2 separate regions of the Canis lupus genome follow, and region 1 is linked to region 2. Evidence: chromatin contacts called from public Hi-C data. All regions are on one chromosome and are shown on one strand. The core of a region is the stretch at or near the end of the contact, and the rest is flanking DNA. Distances in the headings are between cores, read along the strand shown.

Region 1 (5,614 bases), core at 507-3,006, 210 kb before region 2:
AACTGGAGAACTTGGGAGGCATTATGGCCTCTGACCAGCAGTGGCCCCATAGTAGACCCTGTGTGTCTAATTGACTACTCGTTGAAGGGATAGTGTATTTTGATATGTTCAGTTAGATGAAGTAATTGTTATAATTTCACTTGTTTCCTTTTACGTTTTAAATGCAGTTACTAGGAAGAGTTAAATGATAGCATTGACTCACATTTTATTTCTATGAGCAGAGCTGGCCTCATTTGCCATTCTGCATGTGTGAAAGTATATAGGCTTCCTGGAAGTCTAAGGAGAGGTTGTTTTGGTTTTCCACAGGACTGGGCAGGGCCTTAACCTTTTTTTTTTTTTTTTTTACTGTTAAAACTCCGAAACATAATGAATCAGAGTAGCAGGTCATTCTTTTTATATCGAGTTGGGATAATGAAACCCTTTGGGGGATGTTGCATGTCAAACAACAGAACAAGTTCTCTGCTTTTAGGAAAATATTTCCCTCAAAGCTTATCTCTTATGACCCTTCTTCTGCCGATCATAATTCAGCAATTGCTTTGGATGTCTCTAGCCTCAGGCTTCGTCACATTGGTGTCTGGAAATGGTTCTCTCTCCTCTTGTAGACTGCAAGCTGTACTTTGTATACCAGGAAAAAAAAAATGGGTGTTGGGATTTGTAACTGCCTGCTGTTTGTACTTCCAGCATTTTGGAATGCGCATTGACTTGTTTCTCAGGGTCAAGTTTGGTATCAATGTTGCTAGGGGACATATGTGAGAAAAACTCATTGTATAGGATTTACTGATTGATAAGGGTATCCTGGAAACTGACAGTGAATTGGTGACCACGCTGGTGCTGCTGCTGCTGCTAATACATTATTATTTATGTGACTCAGATAATAGAATGAGCTTTGTAAAAAAAAATAATATGAAGTCTGTCCTATAAAGAGAGCCTATACCTAATTTTTTTTATGCCTAAATTGATTTAACTCCCAAAGGCCTTCTAATCCTTTGCCCTTTGCTGTACTTATTTGCATGTCGTTCGTTTTGTCTCCTTACCTAATTAGATATCATTTATTCTGCTCGTAATAGATAATCAACAGATTCCGGCTAATTGATTGTCAGATTCTTGGGTGACATCAAGAAGGAGTATAGTCTTGCACTTGAAATTCAGGTTTGGAGATTTGAGTTTGACTTGGTGACTTATAAATGGATCCAGTCCTTTTTGGGAAGAGTGGTGATTGCTTTGTATTTGAGTTAGCAGGGTAAACCTGACCCATTGGCTATTTGTCTTGGAAAACAACGTAAAGAAATATATTTACAAACAATTTGATTAGCACCCCTGTCCCACCACCCACACCGAGGCCCTTATTCTGCAGGGTTCTACACACAAAACAAGATTATTTCAAACACTTTCACATTTTTGTTATGATTTTGAATGTTGAGGCTACCTGCACAAAGTAAAATGATATCTTAAATCACTGTCCTTGGAAGATGCCATGACTTCATTTCTTGCTCATTTCTGCTCTTGCATGGCACTATATTCAAGAGAGTGCATTTGTTTTTGTGCCTGGCATGGTATACAGACTTTTTCACCAAGGGCCTACATCCAGTTTTGTTGAATGAGTGGCTTCTTATATTTTCTCTGTCTCCTGTGTTTGCTTATCCCCAAACCACCCCCAGTTCCTTCATTCTTTCAAACAATGTTTTTTGGAATACTCCTTCTAGTTTCCACATTTCAGGCCTTTGCCCCTCCCGGCTAACTTGCATCTTGCCCACCAGTGACCTGTGTCCCCTTGTGGATCTGGCAAGATCCTCATGGGTGCTCATATCTGACTTCCGGCTATCGGTTGATGTCTAGCGAGTATACTTACTTGTTGGCTTCATATCCTGTTCTTAAGACTTTGTCAATAAACTATTGCTTTAAAACATAGCTCAGGCTGGTATGTTCTAGTCAAGCCAGGGTTCTGCCTGTTGTCTGGTTTCAGCATTTAAAGAATTCCTATGCTCTCGCCCAGAAGTCTTGAGCATAAGCACAAATATCCCTATATCTAAGTACATTTCCATTTAGAGGTCATGGCACGAACCAGACATTTCTCAGCTGATTTTGAGCTGACTCTGCACATGTTTAGTTGAAGAACCAGACCTGGTGCTGATGAAAAAGGGAGCTCAAACTTCTATTTCTTTGCCCTCACCGTATTATTTAAAAGGTCCTTCAGTGAGCTCAGAAATGTTTGGCAAAATTACCCAAACCTTTGAAAAAGTCTTAAGACTAGTATACATGAAAGGAATTATAAAGCAGCTTTTTTACTTCAGCTTATGAACTATTCATGAGTTTGTCTTTGAGAATCAGAACTCACTGAAGTTGGACTTGACTCCTTATTAGAGTTGGTGATCCACTAAATCTTTATCCTTGGAAACAATCTGTGGATTCTCTTTGTAGAAACAGTCTGTAACAAAGTGTACTTTCACATTCCCAGGCTTGCCAGAAAAAAGACATTGGACCTCACAGCCACTCAGAAGGGGGAGACTGATTTACCCTGCCATTAAGTTAATCTTTTTCCCCCTCGGACTGACCAAAGTCAGGCTTTGCCAGTGAATCACTTTATTGAAAATTATATGAAAAATAAATGAGCTATAACCAATTTAAGGAAAGCTGAAACAGAGCATTAGGAAATCTCTGCCAATGAGTAATGCACATCCCAACTTCTAGTTTAGTAGCTAGCTGGCTAACACAAATTTATAGATAATTTCCCTTTTAAAAAATATTCTACTAAGAAGCACTACACAGTTACTTTTTCATAGTTTATATGGTTACTATTTAAATTCTTGTTACTCCAAGATACCTTAGAGATGTTGTGATAGAGCATGTATGGCAGAAAGAGGGGAAAAGAGCAGAAGGAAGAGGGAAGGGAAAAGAGAGAGAGAGAGAGAGAAAATGGGAAATTATTCAAATCACCAAGTTATTAGAAAAGCCAAACCACAAAAATGCCAAGTAAATTACAGGTGGCAAGTGGCAGCCTGAAGTTAGGCATAGAGTCCTACAGGCATAGAATATCCCTGTTATTCAAGTCAGTCCTTGCTGATCTAACCACATTATTGAGAACTAGTTCATGTTTCATGGGGGCATAAGCCCAATAGCTTTTGTTTTCCGGCATTTCTGGGCATGTAAGTATACACTTTACACATTATTTCTACAAAGAGAATCCACAGATTTCCCCAGGGAATAAATATTGAGTACATTGACTCCTAAGTGGAGTCTAGCTCATTCTGGTGAGAAGGCATGCAAGTTTCATGTGAGAAACTGATTCTCCAGTAGAGGGTGATGGTGTACCATGCCCCCAGCCCACGTTTGGGAACCTTCTGAACTCTGCTCACATGAGTGAACTGATAAGCTATTTTAATTGAATGTCTTATTCTCACAGTGTTGAATGTAAACTAAGACCAAATTCAACATATAGAATATGTAAGGTGTAAAGCACAGACCAGGTACTTTGGAGGCGATTGTCATCTGCTTAGGCAGCTCTGAGGACAGTCTTCCTATGGTCTTTAAGAGCATGGGCTTGGGACACAAGGATCCACTGAAGGCAGTGGGCCCCGAGGGGAAGTTTCATCTTTCTCAGTTTTTGGTTTGTCATCTGTAGGATGAGTACAGTAATACCTACCACTTCGTCCACCATTACTAAAAACCTACATCTGTTGGGAAACACGCAACAAATGATCCCATGACATCAATGTGCTATAATTTAGGTTAGATAAACTGCTGTAGCAGCAGAAGGTAGAGTAATGAATTAGACTAGGAACTGAAGGGGAAGCTTCAAGGAAGAAGTGGTCTTTGAATTGATTGTCAAAAGTGAGTAAAATACTTTGGATCAGTAGGTAGAGAGTATGTCGGTGAGGAAGTTTATAAGGCATTTCGGGCTGAAGGTGCATATAATTTTATTTTGTTTATATCTAAGATTGTAAAACTCAAAGTATTTCGCGAAGGCTATTCCATGCATCATAACTATCAAGTTTTACTCAGCATAAATTATATGTGATAGAATTTCTCTTATTAGGGTTTACAAATGTCTGAATTAATTTATTTAGATACTCCTCGAGTTCATGTATTTAGTAATAGTATCAGATATAATTTCTGTTTAAAAAATTAACAAATGAAGTAATCTTTTAAATAAGATATTTAAATCACTTAAAAATGAATCATATGGAAACCTCAGAATGTCTAGTATTTTAATTGGTGAGGTTAATTTATTTATATGAACACTTCTAGCGATACTGAGTATGATGCCATTTTACTATGTTTTTATTCTTTCTCGTATATTGTTCAATGTATAGTCATGACAGACCATGGGCTAAAGACAAGAAATATAGAAAACATTGGTGTTAAAATACAAGCAGATTTTTTTATCATTAAAATTTGTAATTCCACAAACTCTGTCCTCAGATTATTTACTAGACCTGTAAGTTTTACTCATCTAATTAAAATTCTCCTAATTGAAATATCTATGGTATTTCAAAAACCGATGCTTTAGAAAGGCAATGTATTAGTAATTGTGTACAATTTGTCTTTTTGATTACTAGTAATAAAGACTTCCCTCACAAACAGTGTGGTATTTAGAGAAAAAGCTTGAAAATAGAACACTGAAATTTTTTGCTTGCCATTCAAAAAGGAAGGAATGCAAAGAACAGAAATCAGCCAGTTGAAATTTTAAAGCTAAAAAATATTAGAAGCCTAAATATCTGATCATGAATTGCTGTGACACGCAGTTAAAATTCAGTGTACATCCTTTACTCTGCATATGTTTCAAGATTTCAGTCATAAACATGACCAAAATAGTATAATGAACCTCATAGATCCATCATTCGATTTCAACAGTCATTAATACTCTGCCATCCTTGCTTTATCTAAACTTCTGTTCCTTCTAGTGTTGTTTTTTAAAGGTGCAATTGATGGACATTGAAATGTACAAATCTTGGCTACATGATTTTTTTTAAGATTTTATTTTTTATGCATGAGAGACACAGAGAGAGAGAGAGAGGCAGAGACACAGGCAGAGAGAGGAGCAGGCTCGCTGCAGGGAGCTCGATGTGGGACTCGATCACCGGACTAGGGATCACGCCCTGAGCTGAAGGCAGATGTTCAACTGCTGAGCCACCCAGACGTCCCTTGGCTACACAACTTTTACAGATGGATACATCCCTGTAACCCATACTTGTATCACAATATTGAACAGTTCTGTATCCCCCAGATAGTCCCTGTGTTCCTTGTCAGTGAAGTCTGTAACCCCCAGACAACCATGGTTCTAATTAGCTTTGCCTGTTTTAGGATTTCGCATAAATGGATTCATATATTACATACTCTTTTGTGTAGGGTTCAGGGTAAGGTCTGCATGGTTCATCAATGTTCCTACATATAGAGATAGTTCATTCCCTTTTTATTGCTGAGTAGTATTCCACTGTAAAGCTATACCACAATTTGTTTATCCATATACTTTTTTTTTTTTTTATAATTTTTATTTATTTATGATAGTTACAGAGAGAGAGAGAGGCAGAGACACAGGCAGAGGGAGAAGCAGGCTCCATGCACCGGGAGCCCGATGTGGGATTCGATCCCGGGTCTCCAGGATCGCACCCTGAGC
Region 2 (5,032 bases), core at 327-2,826:
TTAAAGTCCACGTTACAATGTATGGGGAACTAACTGTAAAACTGACTCTTAAGGGAAAAAAGAAAAAAAAAAGAAAGAAAGAAAAGCTTCAGAACATGATAACCAGAAATCTGGAATCTAAACTGAAGCCAGCAACAAATTCAAATCTCATTTGGAAGATCTTGCTGCCCATTCAGTACAAATGTGTGCTCTGGTTACCTAAAAATACCGTATTGAGAAGTTAAAACTCTAGTAAGCATGTTATTTTAAAACTCCAGCAATTGGCATCTTTTATACTTTGTGGACAGACTCAGAAAAGCTTGGCTTACTTGAGGAAATGAGCTCATGCTCTGTTTTCTATAGATCTATGATTTATTTCATAATGTCACCATTAATTGATGATAAATTACACTTTATCAAAATTTACAACTTTTGTGCTTCAATGGGCACTATCAAGATAGTGAAAGACAACCTGCAGAATGGGAGGAAATATTTGCAAGTCAGATATCTATCTGATAAGGGATTTGTATCCAGAATGTATAAAGAAGTCTTATTTATAACTCAGGAACAAAAGTAATCACATGATAGTTTATTAGCTTTTAATAGTCCCCTACATCTTCTGGTGTATTCTTGGGGCAGATGTTTTCTTAGACATGAGGTAGGAGGACAGTTTAGGATAACAATTAATCTCCAACCAGTTCAGCACAGACCTCAGTTCATCCTGATCAGAAGGGAGTGACAGTGGCCTTGGTGGCACTCCAAGCTTTACAGCCAAGTGCCAGCAATCTTTTCTAGTCCTTTACCTATTCTCTCCTCTAAGCACACCCTGCTGTACAGTCCCAGTGGCCAGTCCTGTTGTTCCCACACACCATGGGCCTGCCTTCCTCAAGATGAGTTCAAGCTATCTAGAATCTGGGCCTGCTCACCGCTCAGCCCACCACCCACCTGGTGTGCTTACTCCTCAATGCCCTGCTCAGTCTAACATCTTAGCTTTCTAGAGGAATTGATGGCACCGTCACCTGAGTAAGCATGTCCACGTCATAGCCTGTCTCCTTAGCTTCTGAGACCTGACCCCCTCATAGGCAGGTGTAACATCTTATTCATCTCCATGTCCTTGGTTATAGCTCAGTGCCCAGCCATGGTAGGTGTCCATACCTGTTTCACAGATGGAGTTTTGGGACTGGGTGGAGCCTCAGTGGAGGCCTCAATTCACCTAATGGTGAATTGTGGGACTGGGTGGAGCCTCTTGGAAGAGACAGGTGGAGAGAGGTATAAGTGGTCTCAAAGTCCCTGGGAGAAAGTGTATATGGTATTTCATGGTGAGGAAGCAGAAACATTTGCTGCAAGTGCAGGCATTTTGCATTGCTGAGGGGAGGGACTGGGTGACCATGCAGGTTCCCAGACGTAGCCTTCCATTCAGAGAAAACTACTGCAGTCATCAGCCTCTGCCATCGTGCCTGGAAGTGACTGTATTTGGGCTTGCATTTCCCGCCCCTTCACATGCTTGGGATTTAATCGTCTGACAACTGAACCTGAATCATTAGCAAGTGACCTTCCATGACTCTTAATGTACTTTCCATCTAATCAGTTTGCTGCTAGCTCACGGCCGTCAACCGCATGCCATTGGAATGACGCATCCTACTGCTAGCTGCTTTTAACCCAGTTCCATGCGAACTCCAGTCTCTCTTGTGGAAAACTAAACCCTCTATCACCTTGTGAGCCAAGTTGATAAATTGAGTTTGTTTCTTTTGTTTCTCCTTTTGGATGTACCTCCTTCCGATTTGTTTTGAATTTTTATTATGCTTGCTCTGTTTTCTTTATTGCTGTCCCTTCTCTTATTTTGTTTTCTCCATTCTTCTCATTGGAGGCAATGAGCCGTCCAGCGGCCGGAACTCCCCTCTCCCTTACCGGCCAGACAGTCGTCCTCTCACTCCAACTTATGCTCAGGCCCCTAAACATTTCCATGTTCCAGGTAGGAGCTGACACAGTCTTTGTCTGGGTGTCCTGTCACGGTGTAGATTGTAGCCCTGTGACCTGTCTCGTCTCATTCCTCACGCTCTCTTCATCGGGGTGCACACAGTCGACAAACCCTAAATTGCAGGATCTGACCCAGAGGGCCATTCAGAGGTTTTGGATGTGAAATGCCAAGGATTGTATGGAAGGCTTGAGTTTTCTCAAAATTTTTTGAAGGGAGATGGGAAATAGAGAGTGAAGGAAGGAGGGTTGAGTTGCTTTGTTTTGACTAAGATTTCATTTTTACCTGTATATTAATGCCTTCTAAGATAGCACTCTGTGGTTTCGTGTCATTGATTATCACAATGGCAATCTAATTATCTTCTCATCCTAAAGATTAAACCACAGCGTCACTCAAGAGTACTTTTATTTTTTCCTGTTGGTCTCCAATATGGAGATTCTTTCTATGGACCTTTGAGAGAAGTGTAAAATTGGATCAATTGGTTGGTCTTTCTGCAATGTATAACCAACTGACTACCTTCTTAGCCCATAAAGATATCTTGCAATTTAGGCTTGGTGCTGTAAGCTTTGCTGAAGTCATAAGCATTTGCTGTCATGGTACAAATAGTAAATTCCCATCAACTACTGGAAAACTCAGAACCCATCAATATCAACACTTAGGGTCAACTCAATTTTCAAGGGCAAGATTGGCCATCGGAGGTCACGATATTTTTTTTTTCCATCAGAAGTACATTTTTTGTTTCTTTTAAGCTACTGAAAGTGGTTTAATAAATTACCCATTATGTTAATATTAGGACACATATTTGGAATCTGTAATAGTATTTTTTCTTTTGCATTCCAAACTTACCTAATAAAACAGGGGAAAGTTCAGTGAGAGTCCTACCACTAAGATAGAACTGCCTTTTAATATAGAGCTTCACTGAACCTTGAAAATCAGTATTGTACATTTGCAACTTTTTGCATGAAGAATGCCCCCACCAAGATACAGTGCCCAAAATCCTGGGGAAACAAACCTTTTGAAATTTCCTGAGTATTTGCAGTCAAAGCAAAACTATAGCATTATCAAATGGGGTCCTGCATAAGTAAATGAATAGTATTTGGCATCTCTTTTCCTTTCTTTTCTTAAATTTGACCTATACAAGTTAAGAGTCTCTCAAACATTCTATCAGCACAACAGACTAGCCTTGCACATAAAAAAAACTGTTTCTGTGTTTTAAAAAACTATTCTTAATTATATTACATTGCTTTCCACTGTTCCACTCATTAGTTGAAAAGTAAATTGAGTCCCTGGTATCTACTGGGAGCTCAATTTCTAGACAGTAGCAATTTGGGGATCTTCCCCAAACTGGTTATGTCTTCCTCACCACTGGAGTCCCTCCACTGCTTGCATTTCTTCCTGTTTTAACCCCACCTTTAGTGAAGTGTGTATTTGCAATAAATGGCTCATGAATTAGCTACATCTCTATATATCCTAAGATGTATTACAAAGGATTCCATATCACTTGTCTGTGGTAATTCACTCATTCCTGGAACTTCTTCCAGTAACTTCAATCTTTGTAATACAAAAGTTAACCTTCTGGGATGTTTTTGTTCAAGAGTCTTCAGTTTGGTTTGCCTCTCGGTTGATCTGTTTTTCCCACTGCTGAACCGGTTCCCATAATCACACACCTTTGCTTTTCATTTCCACAGATCAAGGGATCAACATTTACCGAAAACCACCCATCTACAAACAGCATGGTAAAACCCGCTTTCCTCTGCGTAGCTTTTAAGTTAGCGGCGCCGTCCAGTTGAACTCTTTGCTGTCCTCTGAAAGGCTTCCCTGCTGCTGCTTTTGAGAATCAAACTGGGACGCCCAGCATATTATGCCTTTATGGTTCCCTAAGATGCAAATATTGTGAGATTGGTTTTCCTAGAAAGAGAACGCTTAGCTTAGTGAGGAAGCTCATAGCCAATTTTTGAGCCCATCAGACCATGTAGCACTGCATTCCCAGAGAATGCACAATAATTCACATCTTTTTTTTTTTTTTGCCATCAAATAATTTAACCAGCCTCTATAATTATTTGGATGAACTTCTAATTAGTTTAGTTAAAACAGTGAAGGCCAGCTACCTAGAAAATTTAACTGGACCAAGCCTACATCAACTTGACTGTCCAATTCTCCAGTTCTTAAGGGGATGCAGTTGTCTGTGCCTTGCAGCGGAATGGACAGGACACACTCTGAGAGCAAGGTCCTAGCTGTGGTTCCCAGCCCTTGCCCTCAGTTGTTCTATGATATCATGAACACAATTTCTCTGTCCCTCCGTTTTCTCACAGACAACAACCAGTGAGTTAGGCCAGCTAGTCTCTGAAATTCCTGCAAACTAATATCCCTAAGTTGAATTTATAATTGTGTTTTCCTTTCCTGGAAATACAGAATTTTTAAACCCAGGGAATCACATTACCGTAGGTGAATCATGTTTCCCTCCACCATTATTAGGTCTCTGTAAATTAGGTACCATAAATCTTTGTGAACAGAGAAAGAGCCAAGACTGGTCTTCAGGTGATTTCAGAAAATGATACACAAAATGTGTGTGGAAATTTGAAGGCTGCCTTTAAAATCTAGTAGTCCTCATTAAGGACATTAATGAGTCCTTAAGGATTAAGATGACATGGAAAGAAAGTTGAAAATGCACAAGGAAAAAGAATTTAGGCCAACGTTCTAGGGGGAAAAAAAAGACAATGTACATATTGTAATGGTTTTAGAACTGTGATTTTTTTTTTTCTCATCCTTTTTTTTTTTTTAAGATTTTACACCATGTGCTTGCTTTTTTAAGTTTGTTAACATTGTTTTTGTTTGTTTTTTTTATGGTTTAATGTCTTCTCACCCACTCATTAACATGTGAATGTTTACTGACTTCACCAATTCTAATGCGTAAGTACTGTTTGAAGTCATGCTTTTTTTTCTAAATTTACAAATGAGACTCCAAGAGTTTGATTTATCAATGTAGAAACTCTTTTTATTACTAAAATTTCTAAGGCCCTGCCTCTCTAAACAAAAAGAATCAAATAATTAGGATTTAAAGAGATTGGATACTGTTAG

The links. A called contact is a pair of places that touch in the nucleus more often than the background predicts.
Region 1: a Hi-C map of skin fibroblasts shows a contact between it and region 2, with 1.6 times the contacts expected there. The contact joins two enhancer-like sites. A contact is called at or near these places in 2 of 9 Hi-C or Micro-C datasets (liver and skin fibroblasts).

Annotation. Positions count from the first base shown.
Region 1 is chr28:25,777,538-25,783,151 of UU_Cfam_GSD_1.0, reverse strand. All of the region lies in intron 2 of ABLIM1 (actin-binding LIM protein 1), which reads left to right. Among named protein-coding and RNA genes, the nearest start is that of ABLIM1, 63 kb to the left of the region's middle. Within about 2 kb of position 1,756, at least 2 of the 20 cell types and tissues checked have an H3K27ac peak or open chromatin away from gene starts, as enhancers often do.
Region 2 is chr28:25,570,430-25,575,461 of UU_Cfam_GSD_1.0, reverse strand. It overlaps ABLIM1 (actin-binding LIM protein 1), which reads left to right. Exons shown (of 26, transcript XM_038578864.1): 16 at 1,847-1,951; 17 at 3,643-3,690. Among named protein-coding and RNA genes, the nearest start is that of AFAP1L2, 81 kb to the right of the region's middle. Within about 2 kb of position 1,576, at least 3 of the 20 cell types and tissues checked have an H3K27ac peak or open chromatin away from gene starts, as enhancers often do.